Linked DNA regions of Mus musculus: all the other regions are linked to region 2. Evidence: chromatin contacts called from public promoter capture Hi-C data. All regions are on one chromosome and are shown on one strand. Each heading gives the region's core, a stretch centred on a gene start, on an enhancer-like site or on the middle of the called end of the contact. The rest is flanking DNA. Distances are from core to core; before and after follow the strand shown.

Region 1 (2,700 bases), core at 19-2,518, 1.3 Mb after region 2:
TTCCATTGTAAGAAGCCACATGAAGCTCAGAATGGACTCCACCAAGTTGTTCTCTGACCTCTACACTTGTCCCATAGCATATGTACAAGCACATACACAGAGAAAATTTAGGAAACAGTCACCTCTATTAGTTTTTGAAATGTGACTCTCTTCACCCCACTAACAACATTAATCGCTAGCCTTTATTATCTTTACAGTTTATTTCAGGATTTATCTCCATTTGATGGATAGAGATTTAACTCTGTAAAAAAAAAAAAAAAAGGCTGAGGGCAGAGTGGCTCTCCCAACGTTGTGGAGGCAGAAGCAGGTAAATTTCTAGTTTAAAGCAGCCTGATCTACAACAATCGGGGCTATATAATGAGACCCTGTCTCAAAGGGGGGGGGGGGGGGGGGGACTAAACTGCCCAAGTAGTTCACTAGAAACAGTATGGAAGCATTAAACATCTAAACAAACCAATTAATCCCAAATTCTGTGCTTTCCCATTGTAGCATCCTGCTTCCTAGAGTACCTTAGGAAAAGCCAAATTGCCCTCATGTGTAAAACTTCAAAATGAGTAAATACAAACTATTTAACATGTAAAACCTCTTGATCAAGGCATTCCCTAATAAAAGCCGATTCTCATGATGCACTCTGACAGTTCTAGCTGGAAGCTTGAGTCCAAGTGGTCTAACTACGGTTAATAGGTCAGTTACCGCTACGGTCGGCCTGTCTAGGCTTACCTTATACACCACCCCCGCGATGGTAGTGCCAGTTTTCCGAGCTTTCGGGAGCTTGAACCCCTTTTTTGCGAAATCCGCTTCCAAGACAGCATTCCTAAGGGAAGGCACAGAAATCAAGTGTTAGAGGACAAGACCACTGGCGAGAAGAGTGGGTGCTTAGGAAGGAACTCAATTTTCTTCCACCCCAGTGTGATCACTGGATTCTCCCATTATTAGCACCATCGGCGAGGAATTACAGATCGGGGCGGTGACCCAATCCCTCCAAAGCCACAGGAAAGTCCAAATCCTTACACACTGGCAAGGGGAGAGGGCCGCGCCGGCCTCAGAAGCAGCCCGCGCTGGGGCCCGATTCCCTGAGTCACACGGCCGCGGGCACCATCCCCACGCTCGCCTCACGCCCCCGACCCCGGCCGCAGCCCAGTTCCGATCCGGCGTACAGAGTTCCCACTCGGGTCCCGATCGCGCCCCCGGGCATGAACACACCTGCGACAATTATCAAAAGAAAAGCCTCCGACCGGTGGCTGAAACACCGACACAGCCGCCATCTTGCCAAGAAAGTGTTTCCGGGCCGAGGGCGGAGCGACAAAAAAAGAACTTAGCACTTCCGGCGCCGCGAGAGACCGGGACGAGAGGGCGGGGCAAACTTCGAACTGGCGCTCTTGGACATAGAGTTCTTGAGTTCTCACTTCCTAGAGAGGCTTGGGTCTTTGAAGTAGTTTTGCCTCAAGTCCTGGGAAGGGGAAACTGACGATCAGCCGAAGGGATGGAATTTGTTAAATCAGATAATAAAATTCCCCCAATAACCAAATCTCCTGACGCTCAGACCAGATCTGTTTCTGCGGTTAAACTAGAATCCGGCGTGTATCAGGGACATCCACACACCCCAGGTCCAGGCAAAGCCGCTGAGCAAATCCCTTTCAACTCCCTTATTTCCTACTGTTAGTGTGTAACGGAGCTTTCACCTTCCTCAGAAAGGCAAACAGACACATGGAAAGACGTTTCGTGCCCTGAGTCACGAGGACAAGGCAACCCCAAGCCCCCAGTGAGACACTGCTTTGGACCCACTACAATGACTGGAGTTGGACAGAGAAAAACTCTCTGTGACAGGTGGGAATATAAAACGGTCATCTGCTCCGGAAAACGAACTGGATCTTAAACCAAAATTATCACTGTCATACCTACCCAGAAGAACTGGAAAGCTAAGTTCACAGATGCTTCTAGGCAAATGAGCATAGCAACCAGGTACCTAACAGGCAAATCGGGAAACAACACAAATGCCCATTGACGGATGAATGAGTAAACAAAATGTGGAATATCAGCACAGTGAAACAGTATTAGGCCGTAAAAGGGAAGGGAATGTGATACCTACTAAATCAGGGGTGACCCTGGAAAACAATTTGCTAAATATAAAGAGACTAGGCATGGAGAAGAAGAACCACATTGTATAATTACATTCACATGTGATATACTATACATTCATGTGGTAATCATGTTCACATGCCTGTGGGTACATGTGGGTGTATGGTTAATGTTGGGAGTCCTCCACCACTCTCCACTTTACTCTTTCAGTCATCTTCCCTCTGGGCCATCTCCCCAGCCTTAGAGAGTTCCATTTGTATGAAGTATCTCAAAATAGGCAAATCTGCAGAAGCATAAAGTGAATCAGTAGTTGTTAAGGCTGAAGGAGAGGCACTGGATTGTTTATGGGCACAGAATTCATAATGTTACCCAGCACTATGAGTGCAGTGTTATGTAATTTTAAGAAAATCTTCTACTGATGGAAATGTGAGGCTTGCTGCGGAAGTCAGGAAAATATTTTTAAACTTATTTAGGCAATAAGTGACACCCTCCATGACTGTGAAATGAATTCATTTACAAATATTTATTAAGCACCTACTATGTCCTATTATGATTGTAGCTGAAGACAGACGGATGGATAGATAAATGAATGAATGAATGAATAACATCCTAAGGATCTAG
Region 2 (2,700 bases), core at 197-2,696:
TGGACCAATTATAACCAGCAAGTCTCCACGACAAAACTTAAATAAGAGCCAGATGGTTAAAGAACACCTAGGACCCAGATGTTTTGGGAAAAGGTACAGTTCAGTGCTTTAGAAGTCTGTTTAAGACTCCAGTAGCGCAGGGCAGTGGTGGCCCACGCCTTTAATCCCAGCATTTGGGAAACAGAGGCAGGCAGATTTCTGAGTTCGAGGCCAGCCTGGTCTACAGAGTGAGTTCCAGGACAGCCAGGGATACACAGAGAAACCCTGTCTCAAAAAAAAAAAAAAAAAAAAAAAAAAAAATTAATTAATTAATTAAAATAAATTAAAAAAAGACTCCGGCAGGAATGACTAGTCAAAAACAAAAACAAACAAACAAAAACGTCCTTCCTCTAAGCATACCAAATATCAACACTGCGCTGCCTTCAGAAGAGACTTAACATATGGTATTTACTCTATTACAATTTACCTCTCTCCCACACAGCAGATTCCAGTCAGGACAGAGCACTGTGCACGCTGAACAGCAACCAAGAGGAAAGTGCCAGCACCAGGGGAAGGAAGAAAACTTTTACAATTTCCTTGTCTGGGATGTGCCAGAGGGCCACAACTCGGTCCGATGAGTGAAAAACGGGGCCAGAAGAGGAGGAGTGTACTGAGGAGACTGGGCTGCTGAGAGGTGAGAACACTGGCAGACAGAAGTGGCATGCACCCGCAGTGCAGAAAGTAAACCTCAAGTGGGGATAGTAAACTTGAAGAGGTGGAGGATCATGAAGAGGGTGGAGCTAAGGAGAGGCACAGAAAAGGAGGAGCAGTGATATGGGCAGGGCCAGTGAAAGGCTTCCAAGAGAGGCAGTTAAGAGTGTTAAGAGAAAGTAGGACAGTGAAGAAGACAGGGCTGCACAAGTGGAACACAGAAGGGCGGGGCTAAGCTTCCAGGAAGGCGGAGCTTATGGGACAAAAGGGCAGGGACAGGATGTTAAGTAAAGCAGAGCTGTAAGGACGGAGTGGAGAAGGCGGAGCCATAAGGAAGGTGGGGCTGAGGAGGCGGAGTAGCGAGGAGGACAGGGCAGGGGAGGGCACAGTGAAGAGGGCGGTACTGAGGAGGGACGCTCCGAGTCTCCAAAGGAATTTGAGAAGTACAGAGGAATTGGGATCCAGGAGCCGGGAAGCAAAGTAGTTCGCCCAAGGCGCGTAAACTCCTGCCCCACCCATGTCTAGGCCCGCCGCTTCCTCCTTGCCGACGCCTGCGCAGTTAGTTACCTCGCCTCGCTCAGTCTGCTCCTTCTAGACTAGCAGCTCCTGTCACCAACAAAGGACGCTCGCCTAGAGAAAGAGAAGTGGCCGAAAGCCTTGAGCGACAGAGAAAAAGCTGCCGTGGACTCTGCGGACCAATCACACGGCCTTCCGGCGTCGCGGCGGACGCACGCTACCCAATCACAAGAAGCTTATCTCGGCGTCTGAGGAGGAGCTACGGGTCTTAGCTTAGGACAAAACTCGTAGATGTGTATTTCTAGTTAAATATGAAATTTTTATTAACTTACGTTCCAAGTTTCGAGACAAATTACAAAGGAATATTAAGGCGAAAAATAACTCGAAAACATTAACTTCTTCAAGAATAAGTAACTCAAAGAACAGAAGTTGTATGACAACCTGAATTGGATTGCTGGACTGGAAACGAGCATGGACAACTGAAGAAATTTGAATAACTCTTATCAACTAATGTTAGTCAAATAGTTGACTCTGTAGTTTACAGAGTTTACAACAGTTATGTATAATGATTACCTTTGAAAATTCTAGATTAAAAAAAAAGTCAAGGAAACTACCCTATGTTTGAAAACTTTTGTTAAACCTCAAATGATTTCAAACTGCTTAGTTGGCGTGTCTTGTACACAACTGTGAGATTGCAAATTAAACCGTGTGCTAATTAAAACATATCAAATTTGCTCGATTTGTATAAAATGCAGCGTTTAAGATAGGGCTCTTAATTTGAAAAGGGGGTTTCTTGATTCCTGTTTCTAGGACCACCTAGATGTTACTGCAAATTTGTCTATGTTCACATTTTAGAATTTCATCTTCTTGCCCCAACTGGGTGGTGGGGGTGATGGAGTGGGAGAGCTGGATGAGCCATCAGACCTGACTAAGCTTCCAACGTCCACCCATTTGGCCCAGGATTGGGCTAGTATTTGGGCTAGACTCAGAAATGCAAGGTACCTCCCCATGCCATCCCACCCCCACTGCTACCCCTGCCATGCAAGTTCTGTGCAGGGATAACATACTGTGGCCCCCAGGTTGAAGGGTGCCCAGTGCCCCCAAGTTAACCTGGAGACCTAACCTGAGGGCTAGGCAAGAGCTGGAGTGGAGAAAAACTCAAATGGGACCTGGGGCTTTTCCTGGACCGTCTCTTTGGAAAGATGTCAACTGAAAGGAAATAAAACTGTAATTCATGTAATGTATGTTAAATAGCCCAAAGAGTTGTTTCTGAGCTTTGAAACCTGGGGCTGAGAACATAGCAGAACAGACCAGGACATGCCCGGGCAAGCCCATCGCCTCCCTAGCTCCCACCCCTCTGACCTAAGTTAAATGTTACAGGCTGCTGATGTTTAAATGGACCAATCATGTGAAACCGCGCCAATTCCTCCCCCAGCCCCACTCCTTTTCTATAAAAACCCCTAGCTTCCAAGCCTCGTGGTCGAATCCACTGTC
Region 3 (2,700 bases), core at 105-2,604, 1.2 Mb before region 2:
TTATAGCAAAGACAAAGTAACAGCAGTGGGCTAAGTGCAGTTCAGCTTCTCCTTACCCCTGAGAGGAACTGACGTTTGATAGGTCGTGTCTTTATTGCCTGTTTCTTGGGTTGTCAGAGAATGCTGTCTGTTCTAAAGGATTTGGCTTTACCCTGTAGGCCACTTGTTCACAGTCAACAGCTGGTGCTTGGTTATATCACAGCTCCCTTTCCAACCTGAGAGTCTATGCCAGAAATGCCATTTTAAAGCTTTAGATTCTTCACACCTGGGTGTGGATATTCTAGTTTGACATTTTGACCTCATACAGGTATAGAATTAAGGTTATTTAAAGATGGAATGGAAGTTTTTTAGATACCTCCTCTAAAACATTAACAGTGAGATGCTTGGAGAAATAAAATTGGTGTGTGCCACCCTCCGTGCCTTTCAGACATAAGAGCTGGAGAGGAACTCAAAGACAGGGATTGGCCTTGAATTCCAGTGGCATGGCATGATCTGCTCTGGAAAAACCTGAAATACTTTTGAGTATGTCAGAAGCCTTGTTCTTGTGAGTTTGTTGTCTTCCACCCACTTTCTGTTGCTTTTAGGATTGCTACAAGGTGAGGCTGAGTGTTAGGGACTCTGTACCAGGGAGGGGGCCTGTCAGAGGGGCTCCTGAAGGGTGTTAGGGTGATAGTGTTTCAGTGTAATGCTTCCATTGACTCTGCCATTAACTTGTGCTCAGTACACGGACACAGTTTATTCACACACTAACAGCTCTTACTGAATGTTAACAGTGCCAATCACTGAGTAAGGTGCTTTAGCTCACTCACTGTCTTAGTGATGTCCCGGTACCTCATCATCTCTGATTGTGAATGATCAAATATACCTCGCAGGGATCCTGGTCCCAGAGCTGGATATAAACTGAAGCTTTTCTGACTCCAAGATCGTGCTTTGACTCTTCTGCCATTCTCCCCTTTTTGCTGTGCATACCATTGGAGGTTTATTGCTTATGCTGAAGTGTGTGTAAGCTTGGTATTGAGTGTAGATGTGAACGAGTTAAATTTATTTACTCATTCCACATTGGCACTGGTATATTTTGAGTGTAAAATGTCAACTGGATTTTTTAACGTATGAAATCTTTCATCTGTCTTTGCACCGATCTTTGCACAGACCAGCCCTCCTCCCTTGAGAATTTATTGTGGTTTTGATCTGTGTTGCCTCAAACCATTGAAATCTTTTCAAAGAAGCAGAGCTGTTTTCTTTTTCTTTTTTCTACTCTTTCTTTTTTCCTTCCGCAATACACTGGTACCAGGAGTGGACATAGTTTGCTATTCAGCTTGATCAAAGCACTCTACACCAGTGTAACTTCCTGATCTTACTGGTAACAGAACTAAATGTTTCCATGTTCTGCCAAGATGGGTTGCCAGTTATCGACAGAGGGCTTGCATCTGGTAATAATTATTTACTAATTCTGTTTACCTTTTGATCTGGTTTTCAGTGTACAGCTGCAGCTATCAAGGCTATAAGAGAAAGTGGAATGAATCTGAACCCAGAAGTGGAAGGAACACTAATTCGGGTACCCATTCCTAAGTAAGTTTGGCTGAAATCCACGTATTCCAGTGGTGTGGGGTAGTTGCCCTTGGATGGAAACCAGTGCCCTGCAGCATTCTTGGGCCAATGATGTGGCTCACTTACCTGCGTCTTTTACTCTGGCTGTGCTATAAGATCAGTTTGCTGGTACAGTCTTGTTTACCGAATACCTATGTGTGCTAGATGCTTGGTCTACAGCAGTGAATTTCAGAACCCCTTGTCCTCACACTTTCTGGCAGGAAAGTTAGGACAAGTTAGCACACAGAGTCATCACAGCTCACGTGAAGTAAATTCTAGGAGGAGATAAAAGGCATTGGTATTCAAGTGAGGGCGAGTGGTGGGAGAGTTAGAGGACAGGGCAGTTTTAGTGTGTGGGGATTCTGTAAGGAGCTAATGCTTCTGCTGAGAGCCTGCTGAGGAGGCAGAATCATCAGCCTAGGGGAAACAGTCCAGGAAAGATGAGTGGCAAGCAAAGGCCTCAGATCACAAAGCAACTTGACACTTGTCAACTCTAACCCCATAATCCCTATCGAATTATTTTTACATTAGTCTTTGGTAATTGAAGAATTAAAGGCATAGATCCAAAGTCATGGTTTTTTGTTTTGTTTCTTAATGGGGTTTTAAATGAATAAAAATAGATCTTTGTTCCTAAAATTGAAAAGAGAAGACAGGGCTGATGAGATGGTTCAGTGGGTTAAAAACAAACCGTTGCCATAGAAGCCTGATAGGCTGACTCCAGTCCCTGAGCCCACATAAAGGTGGAAAGAAGCAACTGACTCTACAGAGTTGTTTTGGCCTCACGTGTGGGCTGTGGCAGCAACCCCTCCCCACCAATAATAAATTAAAAATATTTTTAAAAAGAAAAGATAATACTTGGGAAGTGGGGTCAGGAGAGTCAGAAGTTTAAGGCCAGTCTGATCTACACAATGTAACTCTTTCTTGAAAGAACTGACAGGATGGTGACATGTTTGAGTAATAGAAAATCTGGTGTGCCTGAAGCTCAAAGAAAGGTTAGTGAGAGCAGGGTTTGGACAAGTACCGATGGGCGGTTCAAGGCCATGGAAGGAATCGGGATTTCTTCTAATGGTGAGGAGAAGCCGTTGGATGGGTTAAGGCCATGGATTGATGATC
Region 4 (2,700 bases), core at 89-2,588, 1.2 Mb before region 2:
CCCAAACCAAAACATGTATCTTCTGTATCTAGAAGTGCCTCAAGCTCTGCCTTGTACGAAATACTCTCCATTCTCGGATATTTTTGAAAAAGAGAACTAAATTTAAAAACGGCAAAATATTGAAGTAATTGACAGATACTGAGACAGGCACTATCATTTAACGACTCTTCAGTTTAGTTCCCTTATGAGGAGAGTACCTCATTAAAGTCTGTAGCTCTGCCAAATTCTACCCCTAATGCCTTCAGAACCATGCTGAGAACTCACCCAACACTGAGAAAGCTGTGTGACTGGGGGTTGCACTACTTCAGACTGAGAATGCTGGATTTGAATGCTAGAACTTCTGATGTTCTCACGTCTAAAAACAACTGTAACACCAAAAAGATACTTAAACATGCCAAAGAGGCCATGTATAAATAGGAAGAGTACAGGACATGGGGCTAGAGAGACTCGACTCAAAATCAACTTTTCCAACTACTGTGCCTTTAGTAACAGTCCCTCCCTTAGGTATCTTCCTCAGGATCTCTGCTCCTGTGTGTGAACACAATGAGTAGTTTACTTTTTGCCTATGTTTCTAAAATAATAAAAGCTCCTATGGCATAGGGCCTTGATCATGGTTCTCTATGCCCAGCATATTGTACACTGCCTGGCTCAGAGTTGGCACTATTTTCAATTCTCTTCTTTCCTGAGATGGAGACAAATTCCTGCATCACGTGGTCATTTTAAATAAGAATATACATGTGACAGCTCAGCTCATGAAATTTTGAGAAACAAACAGTAAAGTCTAATAAGTTAGTATGTGACTATCAAGTCTTTTGGGGGTTGCAAAGGCGACAACTCCTTTGAGTAACATGTTCACAAATGCCAATCTACTCCTCCCGGCTGAGCGGTATCTACTCTAAAAGTCAGGAGGGGACTGGGGTCGCTTATTCTTACACGTTAACCACGGGGTCAGGCCAACAACCACGGCACCCCGATTCCTGGCAGCGAAGTCACTAATGGGATTGTTATTTCCGGCCAGAGACAGGACAATCCGGGGCGGGGCCTAGAAGCCTGCGGGTGAGGATGGTTTTCGCCAAGGCCCCGCGGCCAGGATGGCACTGAGCTTCGGGTACTCACCTGCTAGCCTCAGAGCTGTGCCCTCAGCTCATGCCCCGAAAGCAGCTTCCGACGCTGGGGTCCGAGCGAAGGACCTGAGGTTACCTCTGCCGAAACACCGCTCGCCGCCTGGCCGCCCGTGACGCACTACGCCTGCGCCGCCGCGCTGGCCCGTGACGTCATGACGCCCGCACCTCCGCTGTCCCGCGTGTGTTTCTCTATAGTCCCGGCCGTAGCTGGTGAGTGGCCTTGAGTGTGTGTGGGGGTCGGCTCTCAAGGAGTGGGCGGGATTCGAGCTCTGGTGACACTTTTCTAGGCTCTCGGAGGGACCTCGTAGGGCTAGGATACTATCCGTGACTGGTTCAGCAGAGTTCGGCTGGACCTTAAGGCCGGGGGCGGGACTTCTATGCTCACAAGGGTGGGGCGGGGCCATTGTCACTCAGCCGACATTTAGAGCCTTGCCTGGGAACTTGGTAAATAGTTCCTGATGCTTAAGACGTCACCTGACAGGAATAATGCCTTTTCCAAACAACCCTACACGCGGAGGTGTAATTATTCCCGGTGGTGATGAAGAAACAAAAACTCAAGCGCTGTCTTTACCAAGGTCGCGCGTCTCCCAAGTGATGAAGTTTGAATTCCACCCAGGCCTGAGTCGAATGCCTGGGGCTTTTAAAATCATCATTCTGCTGACCAGTGGGCAAACAGTTGTCATTTCGATGGTGCTTCATCATTCCCGTGACTCTGGCACATTTTACAGATTAAGATCACATACTTAGGAAGCACTAGAAGCAGGACAGTTGCCTAGGCCATCTCAAAGTTTGGTGCTTTTTTTTTTTTTTTTCCTTCTCATTCCTGTGTTTTTATTAACTCACACACAACTACTTGTCTTCTGGATTGTTGAAGCAGTAAGGCAGGCAACACTCACCACAGTAATGTCTGTCAAGGTAACTAGCCATGAACACTCTAGCCCCATGTTGATCAGGAGGACATTTTCATCCACTTTATAGTATTTCAGCACAGCCAACTTAACCTTCTTATTCTTATTCTTCTTGGCAGTGCTATAACCCTTTATCCTTTTCTCAGGACCACCATGAAGTCTCAGCACACCTTTTGAATGTTACAGTCAAAGTATGGCCATCTTTCAGCTGCTTGCCAGCAAAGATCAGCCTCTGCTGAGAGAAGGAATTCCTTCCTTATCCTGGATCTTGGCCTTAACATTTTCTATAGTGTCCGAGGATTCAACCTTTACTGAGACCTTCCATAAGGGTCTTCGTCTCTTCCTCTTGTAAGGTCTGCATGCTCGGGGTGGTTTCACCACAGATGGTGGATCGGATCCACAGTGCTTTCTCTTTTGACCACATTCCATTGAAATTCCCAGAATCTTAGAGAACCCATAGTTGGAAAGCCAGGAAACTTGATTTGATTCCTTCAGTGAATGGCCGAGGATACAAAACCAAATTAGGAGAAATTATTTGCTATAGTTCTCATCTGGGGTAGAGCTGTGATCCATGCTCTTTGAATGTAAGTGGTTGTGAATTCCAAAGTTGCATGTGATAGGGTTGATGAGGCGGGTACATTGGAATCCAGGTGTCCTAGTCTTTACGT
Region 5 (2,700 bases), core at 79-2,578, 1.2 Mb before region 2:
TGACCAGGACAGGTGCTCATGAGGGCACTCCAGCTGGGTCCTCGTGCTCAGCCTAGCTCCTCATCCCTTCAGGGACTTTGCAAAGTCTGCTCCTTCTACCCAGAATGCTCCAGACTGAAGTGACCACTGCCGCATGGTAGCCTTCCCTAGTTTTTAGTAGCCTTCCCTAGCTGAGTTAGTGAGACAGAAAGAGAAATCCCAGAGATTAGCACGCAAAAGGCGACATGGAGAGGTTGGGAGCCCTTAGTTTAAGAGAGCATTGTTAGCCAAGGGAGCAGCTCTGTAAAGCCCTAGTCGCCTGCACTTGGGAGGGGCGGGTACTTTGTAAATGACTCATAACTGAGGTCCTGCCTCACTTCTTTCTTGCCTCCGTGGAGCCAGATCACAACGGAGGAAAGGTTTCAGCAGCCTGGTTCCAGCAGCCTCTCGGCTCTAATAAACCATCGCCTTTCCTGTAACCATCCATGTCCCCGTACAGTTCATTGTAAAGGGGCATCGGAACCTGAGAAACCCAGCGCCTCATCTCCAGACTCAGATCCCGATCCGTTCTATCAGTGTCCACTGACAGCTGTCCTATGCCCCTGGACCTTCCGCCTCACCACAACGACCGATCTGATTGTGTGTAGCCTTTAGTTTTCCTTCTGCCCAGACCTTGAGTGCTGAGATGGCAGGAACCTTCTTAATCCCCCACAGCCTGCTCAGTGCCACGAAGGAAGCCTCACACATTGTCCATTTGGCAAGGACCTGCTGAATGAACAAATGGATTTAACAGTATTTGTCAGCTGCATAGGGTGGGTTTATCATTCATCAAACGCGTCTGCGTCTTGGTCCATGCTTGTTGAGTATCCTCTGAGGCTGCCTCCACAGGTTCCAGAGGTGAACCAGTCACCATACGGCTGCTGATCTCTCAGCCTGAAAGAAGAGACTGACATCCCCCAGGTAAAATCATAAGATAACGCCAAGTACAGGAAGACAAAGCCGACGCTAGAGTGGAGAGGGATGTCAGAGAACATCTCTCCCAGGTGACATCTCAGAGGGATGAGTCCTGGCTTCTGAGACACGACTCTCCCCTGCTTGTGGTTGGTTGGACCCAAGGAGCATCCAGGTGTGGCGAACCCGGATTCTCAAACCCTTCCCGTTGGAGCAAAGACTCAGGAGGGGGCCTTCTGTGCGGTGGGTGGGTGCGTGAGGCGGCGCGGAAACCTCAAGCTGCTCTTCGTAGCAGCTGTGACTGGGTTCTTTCTGCGTGGTGAGAGGCGGGTTGCTTTGTGCACCGAGGCCTCAGCTGATTGTGGCCAGGCGCTTGGCACCCACAGACCGCGACCGCCAGGGTTTACCGAGCACCCCCGGCGCCCGGGCGGGCCGTGCGCAGCGCGCCAGCCCAATCTCGCCTCCTATATTCAGAGTTGATTAGACGCTATTTCTGCCTGGATTTTTCAGAAGGCTCAAGAGCTTTTTTAATCACTACAGTGGCTCATTACGCTTTTGCAGTGACACTCATGTCCTTCAGTTCTCTTCTCAGATTAGATTCTATAGTCAGATGAATATTGGATGATTTCATTACATACAAATGCAATCAACAGTTTTGCATAAATTTCTTCTCTTTTCTTGAGTTTCAATTGACCCCAGCACCCGTGGTGGCAGGCGCGATCCACATGCAAATGAGCTGGGTTTGCAGCGGAGGGGAGGGGCTGAGAGGAGGCGGGCACTAGCTCCAGCCGGGGGAGGCGGCAGCCTTGATTGCTCAGGCTTTGGGAGAGGGGCTTCGAGGAGCCAGGGGTGGTGTGCGGTGGAGGGGGCTTGTGTCTAGCCTTACGCTGGCCCAGGACTCCCAGTCTGTTCTCCAGGTGATCCGAAGCATAGGCATGCAGACTATCTGGGCTCAAAATGGACAGTGGAGCCCCTGACCTGGGCACCTGGGCTCACGGCAGGATGCTAGAAGTGACTCGGTGGAGGTTCTTTTTAACAACATGTGTTTTACTGTTTTAGCAACTAGCTGGTGGGTCTCCCTGAGCATTCCTGCTACGTGGTGGCTCTGACCAGATGAGAGCCCACGGTGCTGTTGTTATTATCATTATAGCATCATTATTCCTTGTGGGAGCTTATGCTGTGGTTCTGAGAGCAATCAGCAAACGGTGAAAGCCAGCCTAAGGCACTTGGCAGAGTTGAAACCTGTCTCATAGTTGTTCTCCCCGTCTCTTTCTCGATTTCTCCAGCTCTTTTGTGATGAAGGAAGACTCTTAAGGAGTTGAGCCTCTCGAGACTCCTACAGACTCTTACAGATGTTTGGCAACTCTGTTTCCCTCGGACTGGCCAGCTCTTTCAATGCAGAGCTCATTTCTGATTCACAGGATCCCTTGATGAATGGAGGCATTCTGCACCCTGCCCCAGAAGCACCTGTCTGTCTGCACCTGGGCTCTGAGTCTCTCAGCCCATCTCTCCTTGCTCTCCTGCCTGTGATAGCCCTGAGGTCAGCAGGTAGCAAGCCGGACATGGGAGCTGAAATCACCTTCCCTAGAGCTAAACAGAGTCTCTAAGACTGACTTGAGTTTCTCATCAGAGTTTGCCTCCAGGTGTTCCTAGTGGCCATGATGAATCCTAGATCTGGGTGAAATCAGCACCATGATGGAGGCCACAGGGGGTGGAGATGAAAGGGGACCTAGCTGTACAGTTTAACCTGCCACAGAGACAGCAAGCTTC
Region 6 (2,700 bases), core at 192-2,691, 1.3 Mb before region 2:
TTGCAAACTTTTCATCTCCCTTCCTTTGGGAGACAGTCGCCTCTGCACAAGGGCAGGACACCCATTCAGATCTGGGCATTTTTGCCGATATTTGTATGCTAGTGGTTTTTGGTTTGTTTTGCTTTTTAGGAATATAAGAACATTAGTATTTTTAGGAACCTAGAAATCTATTTCAATAAGCAAAACACATAAAAAGCACCAAGACATTTCACTGCAGGGCAGGACAAAAAAGAAGAAAAAAACAAGGATTATTTTAAAATTCTTCTCTGACCAATACCCATAAGAGACAGAAGATGTGGGGAACACCAAGAACAAGAAGGGAAAGCTCTCTCGCCCACTTCTGACTTGCCACAATTCACTTTATCACCTTTAATTTTCCTTCGAGTCACAACTGTACACAGGGCATCCTATCTATAAAAGTCCATGGATGGTTGTGGTTGTTGTTGTTGTTGGGGGGGTGTTTTGTTGTTTTCACATCATCTCATTTATTCTGGCTTATTATCTCATCAAAAGCATTTCCTCTGTTGTCATACACGTTTCACAACTGTCATTTCTGCTGGCTGCTAAATATCCCCTCCCCATGGCTTACAGTGAAAGCCGGCTGTCCTCCTCCCCATGCCAGTAGGTTGCTGGCATGTACAATATTTAGCAATCATTTGTTGAATAAATGAATGAATGGATGGATGGATGGATGGATGGATGGATGGATAGATGGATGGACAGCAAAGTAACCATTCCTAAGTTTAGAAACAGACATCATTTTCCATTCTCTTGATTCTAAACAGCATGGAGACAACTAGATGACTTCCTTAGGATAGTGTCCCAGAGTAGCATTGCCACGCCAACAGATCCAGAACCGTAGGATGCTGCTAAATGCACGCACACAGAAGTCTTCCCTCCACCCCTACCCCCACCTCCCTCTGCCAAGGCTGATCGTTTACAATTGATTAAAGAGTTAGTGGGGGTGTTCTCCCCATCTTTTTTTGCTTTCCTCCCCTCCTCCTCCCCTCCTGCCAAAAAAAGGAGGGAAATTACCCGAGAAGGTGAAGATGTTCTCAGACAATCATATTAACATATTCCAACAATCGCAATTTGCAAAATAGTAATCACTACTCTCGGGCTCCAGGAGGCATTAATCAAAGCTACAGGTTTAATTCCATTTTAAATATTGATGAAATGTGCTCCGGCAGCCTCACCCTGGCGTGGCAGGGCCAGAGAGGAGGGGCCAGGAGGTGGAGGGAGGGTGGAGGAGCAGCTGCCCGAGAGAAGGCATCTGTGATTCAAATTGGTGGCTATGCAGCCAGGTAGAGAGTGAACAGGGTGGTAAAGAGGGCTGTTAAGTCCATTGCTGTCAATTTGTAACGATCAGGGAGGGGCCCGAGGACTGGTTCAGCACAATACACCCAGTTTGTCTGGTTTCAGGGGTTACCGCTGAAGAGGCTGCAGCTGCACTGATTCCAATAGCCTGGAGACTTCAGAACTGTAATTATCAACCAGGCTGCTCACAGTGTGGCGAAAGTGGGCTCCACCAGCGATTAACTCCTTGTGTGCTGACACATCAGTGTAGCACCCCACCACATACCCTTGGGTTGCCAGCCTCGGCTAGGACAATCAGGCAGCCTGCTAGGGGAAACTGAGGCCACTGGCTGCTTAGGTCCCAAGGCCAGAGCATGCTCAACAGCAAGCTTTTTGTCTTGAGTTACATGCAAAGAAATAACGAGGGTAGATGGGGCTAGCCATTCTGGAAGCAACCTTGGCTCCTGCATCATCAATCTTACCCTGGGGTGAGAAGTCAGGCTATGGCTCCTGATGACCTTGCTGAGAGTTCACAGGCCAGAGACAAGTTCTGAGAATAAGCATGCTCTTCCCAACCCCTGCTGGATTTTTACAGACCCAACGCGATGCAGGGTTTGTGTGGCACATCCAGCTATTCATAAACCTCTTCTCACGGTGGGTCTGGCGCTTTTTACAGGAGGCAGGTCCCGAGGCGAGGGAAGGTTTTTTACTAGCCATCTGCTTTGCAGCTTTCAGGGACTCCCCTTGGTCCCTAGTGTCTAGTCTTTATCACCTAAAGAGAATGGGGAGTCCCTCCCTCCTACCTGAGGCAGTGGGCTAAAGAGAGGTAAGGAGTAAGCACCTCCATTTCTGTAGCCTAGAGGTAGCCAGCCAGAAAACAGGGATGGCACAGAAGGACGGGGGGGGGGGGGGGGGACGACGGACGGGGGGGGGGGGACGGACGGACAAAGAAGGGCAGGCAATAAGGTGGTTGGTGGGAGCACAGGCAAGTAAAATCCATGCTTTCCTATGGTGCTCCCCTCAGAACAAAACCCAGGCAAGTTCTCCATGTGTCCACAAAAGCAGGAGCCCCCAGAACTCTGTCCCAGTGTTGTTCCTGCTGTTCCTGGTTTGGGGAAATTAGAAGCAACAAGGAGGGCAGAGTCAGCTGTAGGTGCAGCCAGCTATGAAACATGAGACATGGGTAAGAAGCAAAGAACAGGAAAAGTGAACCGTACAGCAGAGCAAAAGACGTCCCACACAATGTGGCTCACAACGCAATGCCATTCTCAAAAATTAAAAACACATTTGCACACAAAACAAGAGGACAAATTTTATAGAACTGCATGCATTTTTAGGGGTGCATGCCCTGCCATTAGAGTGGGTTCTTGTTGTGGTGGGGGAGGGACTGGATCTGGATATGTG
Region 7 (2,700 bases), core at 100-2,599, 1.3 Mb before region 2:
AAACTTTAAAGAGAAATTTATTAGGATGCTTTTGCATGAAATGTTTGCTAAGCCAAATTAAACATCTAACAAAATATGTCAACTCATGTTTGACCAGTTACACGGTGGGATAAGAATAAAAGACTGGCTGATAGGAAAATCCTTTCTCTCGCCTCTAAGTCAATTTCATATAAATATGCTAACAATTTCTTCATCTGAGGAAAATACCAAGTTGCCATCCTCACAGGTTTGTGAGAGCCTACGTGAAGTCGTATAGGAGAACATTCAACACAGTGCCTGCCATGACAACACAGCCATCTTTTCCCTCTGTCTCACAGTATAAAGTCCAAACTGTTCCCGCCTCGTCAGTGACTTCTCTAGAGGCTTAGCACCGCTAATCTAACAGTAGGCTGACATCAGACAGCTCTCAGCTTCCTCGACAACACGGTTCTACAAGTCCTTCCTCACTCTGTTGCACTTTGGCTGAAAGATTTAACAGGCTGGGTTTCAGAAAAGATCTGGGTTCCTGTTACAAGTCTTCCATACACTGTCTATGTGACCTTGGGCAAATCGCTTCTACTCTTGGGGCCTATTTCTGGTCTACAAGGGAAACCAGTTATACCCTACCTTACTTTGTGTTCCAATTAGCAGCCCGGCCTTTAGAAATGGAGTGATCATGTTTGTGATAGTTACAATAGCACACCACTTTTACTTCACGTTTCACAGAGCCATGCACTGTGCTGTACAGCCTCTTTATCTGTCTCTTTATAAAACTATAAACTATAAGAGCTGGGCACTGTCTCTTACTTCCCATTGCACGTGCACATAACAAATACTTAAATGTCTCTCGAAGAAGTAAATGCTTTACTTGTGTCCCATTACCAAAACACCCTGGCCCATGCCAGACTCACTGTCCAACACGTACTGTGTGCTGCCGCGGCACCCAGGCCTGCTCTGCACCGAGATTTTGACAGACTTGGAAGGGGAAGGTGAGCACCAAGAGGAGGCAGGCTCGCCTCACCGGGAGGGAGAGCAAGGGGCTAGGTGATGCTAATGGAAAGTATCACCCGATTCACAAGAAGAGAGGCCGGTCGCAGTGCGCACAGGAATGGCTGGAGCCAAGGCGAGATGTGACCATGCAGGTCGCAGAGGCCGGAACCGTGCCTGGGCCCGCCTGAAAGCTGCAATCCCAGGCTTCCCGCCTGCCCTCAGGAAGAGCCTCACCTCCTCCACTTTCAGCTCTTCCAGAGTTGGCAGCTCCACTATCCCCGGCATGACGGCGGTAGCCGCGACCCTGACCAGGTGCCCTCGGCCGTGTCGCCCGTCTCCTTCAAGTCCCCTTTGGCTGGCCAAGACTGCCCGGTACCATCTGCGCATGCGTCTCCAGCGACGCGCAAGCGCACTGCTCTAGGGCCGCTGGAGGAGGCGAAGCGTAAGCCATTCCAGGAAGTCTAGCGGTCCCGAGGGGCGGGGCTTCATCTGGTCTCCGCCCACATCTCCTGGTTGTCATAGTGACGCCAAGACAGCTGAAGTTGGTGTCTGTTAGACACTAGCTGTTAACATGCAGTACACCGGGAGCCAGTATTTCGGGGAATACATAAACGGGAGGTAAGCCCCCATTCGTCCATGTCTCCACTTTCAGGCTAGTGAAAGACAACTGTTTTTAAGCCTCCGCCAAGGACCCTCAGCCAAATGCTTTCAAAAACTTGTTCAACTATAGTGCTCAAGCACAGATACCTAATAAGTCGCATAGGTAGGATTCACTCATTCATTCTTTCATTCATTCATTCGTGTGTGTGTGTGTGTGTGTGTGTGTACGAGCGCGTGCGCGTATCCCCTGCACCCATGACCATCTGTAACCAAAGTTCCTCTTCTGGCTTCTGTAGGCACCAGGCATGCACATGGTACACATTATATACATGAGAGCAAAACATACACATTAAAAAATAAATATTTAAAAAATTATGCAGGCAAAGAAAACTAGAAAATGGTATTCAGAGCTGGAGAGATGGCTCAGCAGTTAAGAGCACTGACTGCTCTCCCACAGGTCCTGAGTTCAAATCCCAGCAACCACATGGTGGCTCACAACCATCTGTAATGAGATCTGATACCCTCTTCTGGGATATCTGAAGACAACTACAGTGTACTTAGATATAATAAATTAATAAATATTAAAGAAAAAGAAAAGAAAGTGCTATTCGGCAAATACTGATTTTTCTCTGTGTCCAGATTTTGAATTTGACCCTGGTCAGAATCCCTGCAAACACAGTGGGACGGTTAAGCGTAACACAGTTATGACAAGTAATCAAGGTCAGCCCTGTGGTCAAGAGAGGCAGACCACATGTGAGATGGTCACTTTGCCTTGCCAGCAGCTCTGGATGAAGAAAGCAGAAAATTTTTTAGAGCTGGAGAGGCCGATGCTGGGGGGGTGGGTAATGGACAGATAAGCGATAGTTGTTTGGGCTATAAAGCACTTCATGGGGCTGTAGAGATGCAGAGATGAAGGAGGATCTGTATGCACAGGCTAGAGGAACTGCAGGGTGTTTTGAGGAAGCAGGAGTAGTGGTCTAGCCAAGCACAGGGACAGATTCTTAGAGAGAGTGGCAGTAATATATATAATGGGATGCTGTCCACATCTTCAGTCAGCTTTGCAAGGGAGATGGTATTATCTCAGCTTCAAGGTTAAAGGGTAAAAGGGAGCCTTAAAGGACTCAAGACCCT

Evidence for each region. Promoter capture Hi-C pulls out the DNA fragments that hold promoters and counts their contacts.
Region 1: a contact with region 2 is called in a promoter capture Hi-C map of pre-B cells, with 7 times the contacts expected there. The contact joins the promoter of Psmb7 here to the promoter of Pdcl in region 2. A contact is called at or near these places in 5 of 39 promoter capture datasets (the C10 cell line, cranial neural crest, liver and 1 more), 6 of 484 Hi-C or Micro-C datasets (CD4 T cells, CD8 T cells, natural killer cells and 1 more), 1 of 115 datasets of contacts at active chromatin or transcription factors (large pre-B cells) and 2 of 9 other capture datasets (adipose tissue and liver).
Region 3: a promoter capture Hi-C map of liver shows a contact between it and region 2, with 4 times the contacts expected there. The contact joins the enhancer-like site here to the promoter of Pdcl in region 2. A contact is called at or near these places in 13 of 39 promoter capture datasets (the 3T3-L1 cell line, 3T3-L1-derived adipocytes, the C10 cell line and 8 more), 2 of 484 Hi-C or Micro-C datasets (adipose-derived mesenchymal stem cells and granulocyte-monocyte progenitors), 1 of 115 datasets of contacts at active chromatin or transcription factors (stem cell-derived neural progenitor cells) and 1 of 9 other capture datasets (macrophages).
Region 4: a contact with region 2 is called in a promoter capture Hi-C map of pre-B cells, with 5 times the contacts expected there. The contact joins the promoter of Rbm18 here to the promoter of Pdcl in region 2. A contact is called at or near these places in 18 of 39 promoter capture datasets (the 3T3-L1 cell line, 3T3-L1-derived adipocytes, the C10 cell line and 12 more), 7 of 484 Hi-C or Micro-C datasets (the Ba/F3 cell line, CD4 T cells, the G1E-ER4 cell line and 4 more), 14 of 115 datasets of contacts at active chromatin or transcription factors (the 230-238 cell line, the SCID.adh cell line, astrocytes and 10 more) and 4 of 9 other capture datasets (adipose tissue, embryonic stem cells, liver and 1 more).
Region 5: a contact with region 2 is called in a promoter capture Hi-C map of cranial neural crest. The contact joins the enhancer-like site here to the promoter of Pdcl in region 2. A contact is called at or near these places in 10 of 39 promoter capture datasets (the 3T3-L1 cell line, the C10 cell line, the HPC-7 cell line and 6 more), 2 of 15 datasets of contacts at CTCF or cohesin (large pre-B cells and pro-B cells), 3 of 484 Hi-C or Micro-C datasets (the AML12 cell line, B cells and cortical neurons) and 14 of 115 datasets of contacts at active chromatin or transcription factors (astrocytes, cardiomyocytes, embryonic midbrain and 8 more).
Region 6: a promoter capture Hi-C map of the 3T3-L1 cell line shows a contact between it and region 2, with 14 times the contacts expected there. The contact joins the enhancer-like site here to the promoter of Pdcl in region 2. A contact is called at or near these places in 5 of 39 promoter capture datasets (the 3T3-L1 cell line, cranial neural crest, embryonic stem cells and 1 more), 5 of 115 datasets of contacts at active chromatin or transcription factors (embryonic forebrain, embryonic stem cells, forebrain and 2 more) and 1 of 9 other capture datasets (embryonic stem cells).
Region 7: a promoter capture Hi-C map of liver shows a contact between it and region 2, with 8 times the contacts expected there. The contact joins the promoter of Ndufa8 here to the promoter of Pdcl in region 2. A contact is called at or near these places in 14 of 39 promoter capture datasets (the 3T3-L1 cell line, the C10 cell line, the HPC-7 cell line and 9 more), 3 of 484 Hi-C or Micro-C datasets (CD4 T cells, the HPC-7 cell line and LSK cells), 9 of 115 datasets of contacts at active chromatin or transcription factors (acute myeloid leukemia, astrocytes, embryonic stem cells and 4 more) and 3 of 9 other capture datasets (embryonic stem cells, liver and macrophages).

The regions. Positions count from the first base shown.
Region 1 is chr2:38,642,638-38,645,337 of GRCm38.p6, forward strand. Psmb7 (proteasome (prosome, macropain) subunit, beta type 7) reads right to left here and starts at 1,269. Exons shown (of 8, transcript NM_011187.1): 1 at 1,204-1,269; 2 at 721-814. The coding sequence starts at 1,265.
Region 2 is chr2:37,357,886-37,360,585 of GRCm38.p6, forward strand. It overlaps Pdcl (phosducin-like), which reads right to left and starts at 1,447. Exons shown (of 4, transcript NM_026176.3): 1 at 1,258-1,447.
Region 3 is chr2:36,158,122-36,160,821 of GRCm38.p6, forward strand. It overlaps Mrrf (mitochondrial ribosome recycling factor), which reads left to right. Exons shown (of 7, transcript NM_026422.2): 5 at 1,478-1,569. Among named protein-coding and RNA genes, the nearest start is that of Rbm18, 23 kb to the left of the region's middle. Within about 2 kb of position 1,355, at least 8 of the 459 cell types and tissues checked have an H3K27ac peak or open chromatin away from gene starts, as enhancers often do. A contact at or near this core is called in liver, where this site is marked.
Region 4 is chr2:36,135,366-36,138,065 of GRCm38.p6, forward strand. It overlaps Rbm18 (RNA binding motif protein 18), which reads right to left and starts at 1,339. Exons shown (of 6, transcript NM_026434.4): 1 at 1,117-1,339. Mrrf (mitochondrial ribosome recycling factor) reads left to right here and starts at 1,033. Exons shown (of 7, transcript NM_026422.2): 1 at 1,033-1,334.
Region 5 is chr2:36,201,928-36,204,627 of GRCm38.p6, forward strand. No RefSeq gene overlaps it. Among named protein-coding and RNA genes, the nearest start is that of Gm46735, 11 kb to the left of the region's middle. Within about 2 kb of position 1,329, at least 85 of the 459 cell types and tissues checked have an H3K27ac peak or open chromatin away from gene starts, as enhancers often do. A contact at or near this core is called in B cells, cortical neurons and forebrain, where this site is marked.
Region 6 is chr2:36,076,085-36,078,784 of GRCm38.p6, forward strand. The region is part of intron 4 of Morn5 (MORN repeat containing 5); the gene reads left to right. Among named protein-coding and RNA genes, the nearest start is that of Lhx6, 27 kb to the right of the region's middle. Within about 2 kb of position 1,442, at least 14 of the 459 cell types and tissues checked have an H3K27ac peak or open chromatin away from gene starts, as enhancers often do.
Region 7 is chr2:36,047,989-36,050,688 of GRCm38.p6, forward strand. Ndufa8 (NADH:ubiquinone oxidoreductase subunit A8) reads right to left here and starts at 1,350. Exons shown (of 4, transcript NM_026703.3): 1 at 1,204-1,350. The coding sequence starts at 1,254. Morn5 (MORN repeat containing 5) reads left to right here and starts at 1,485. Exons shown (of 5, transcript NM_029309.2): 1 at 1,485-1,587. The coding sequence starts at 1,541.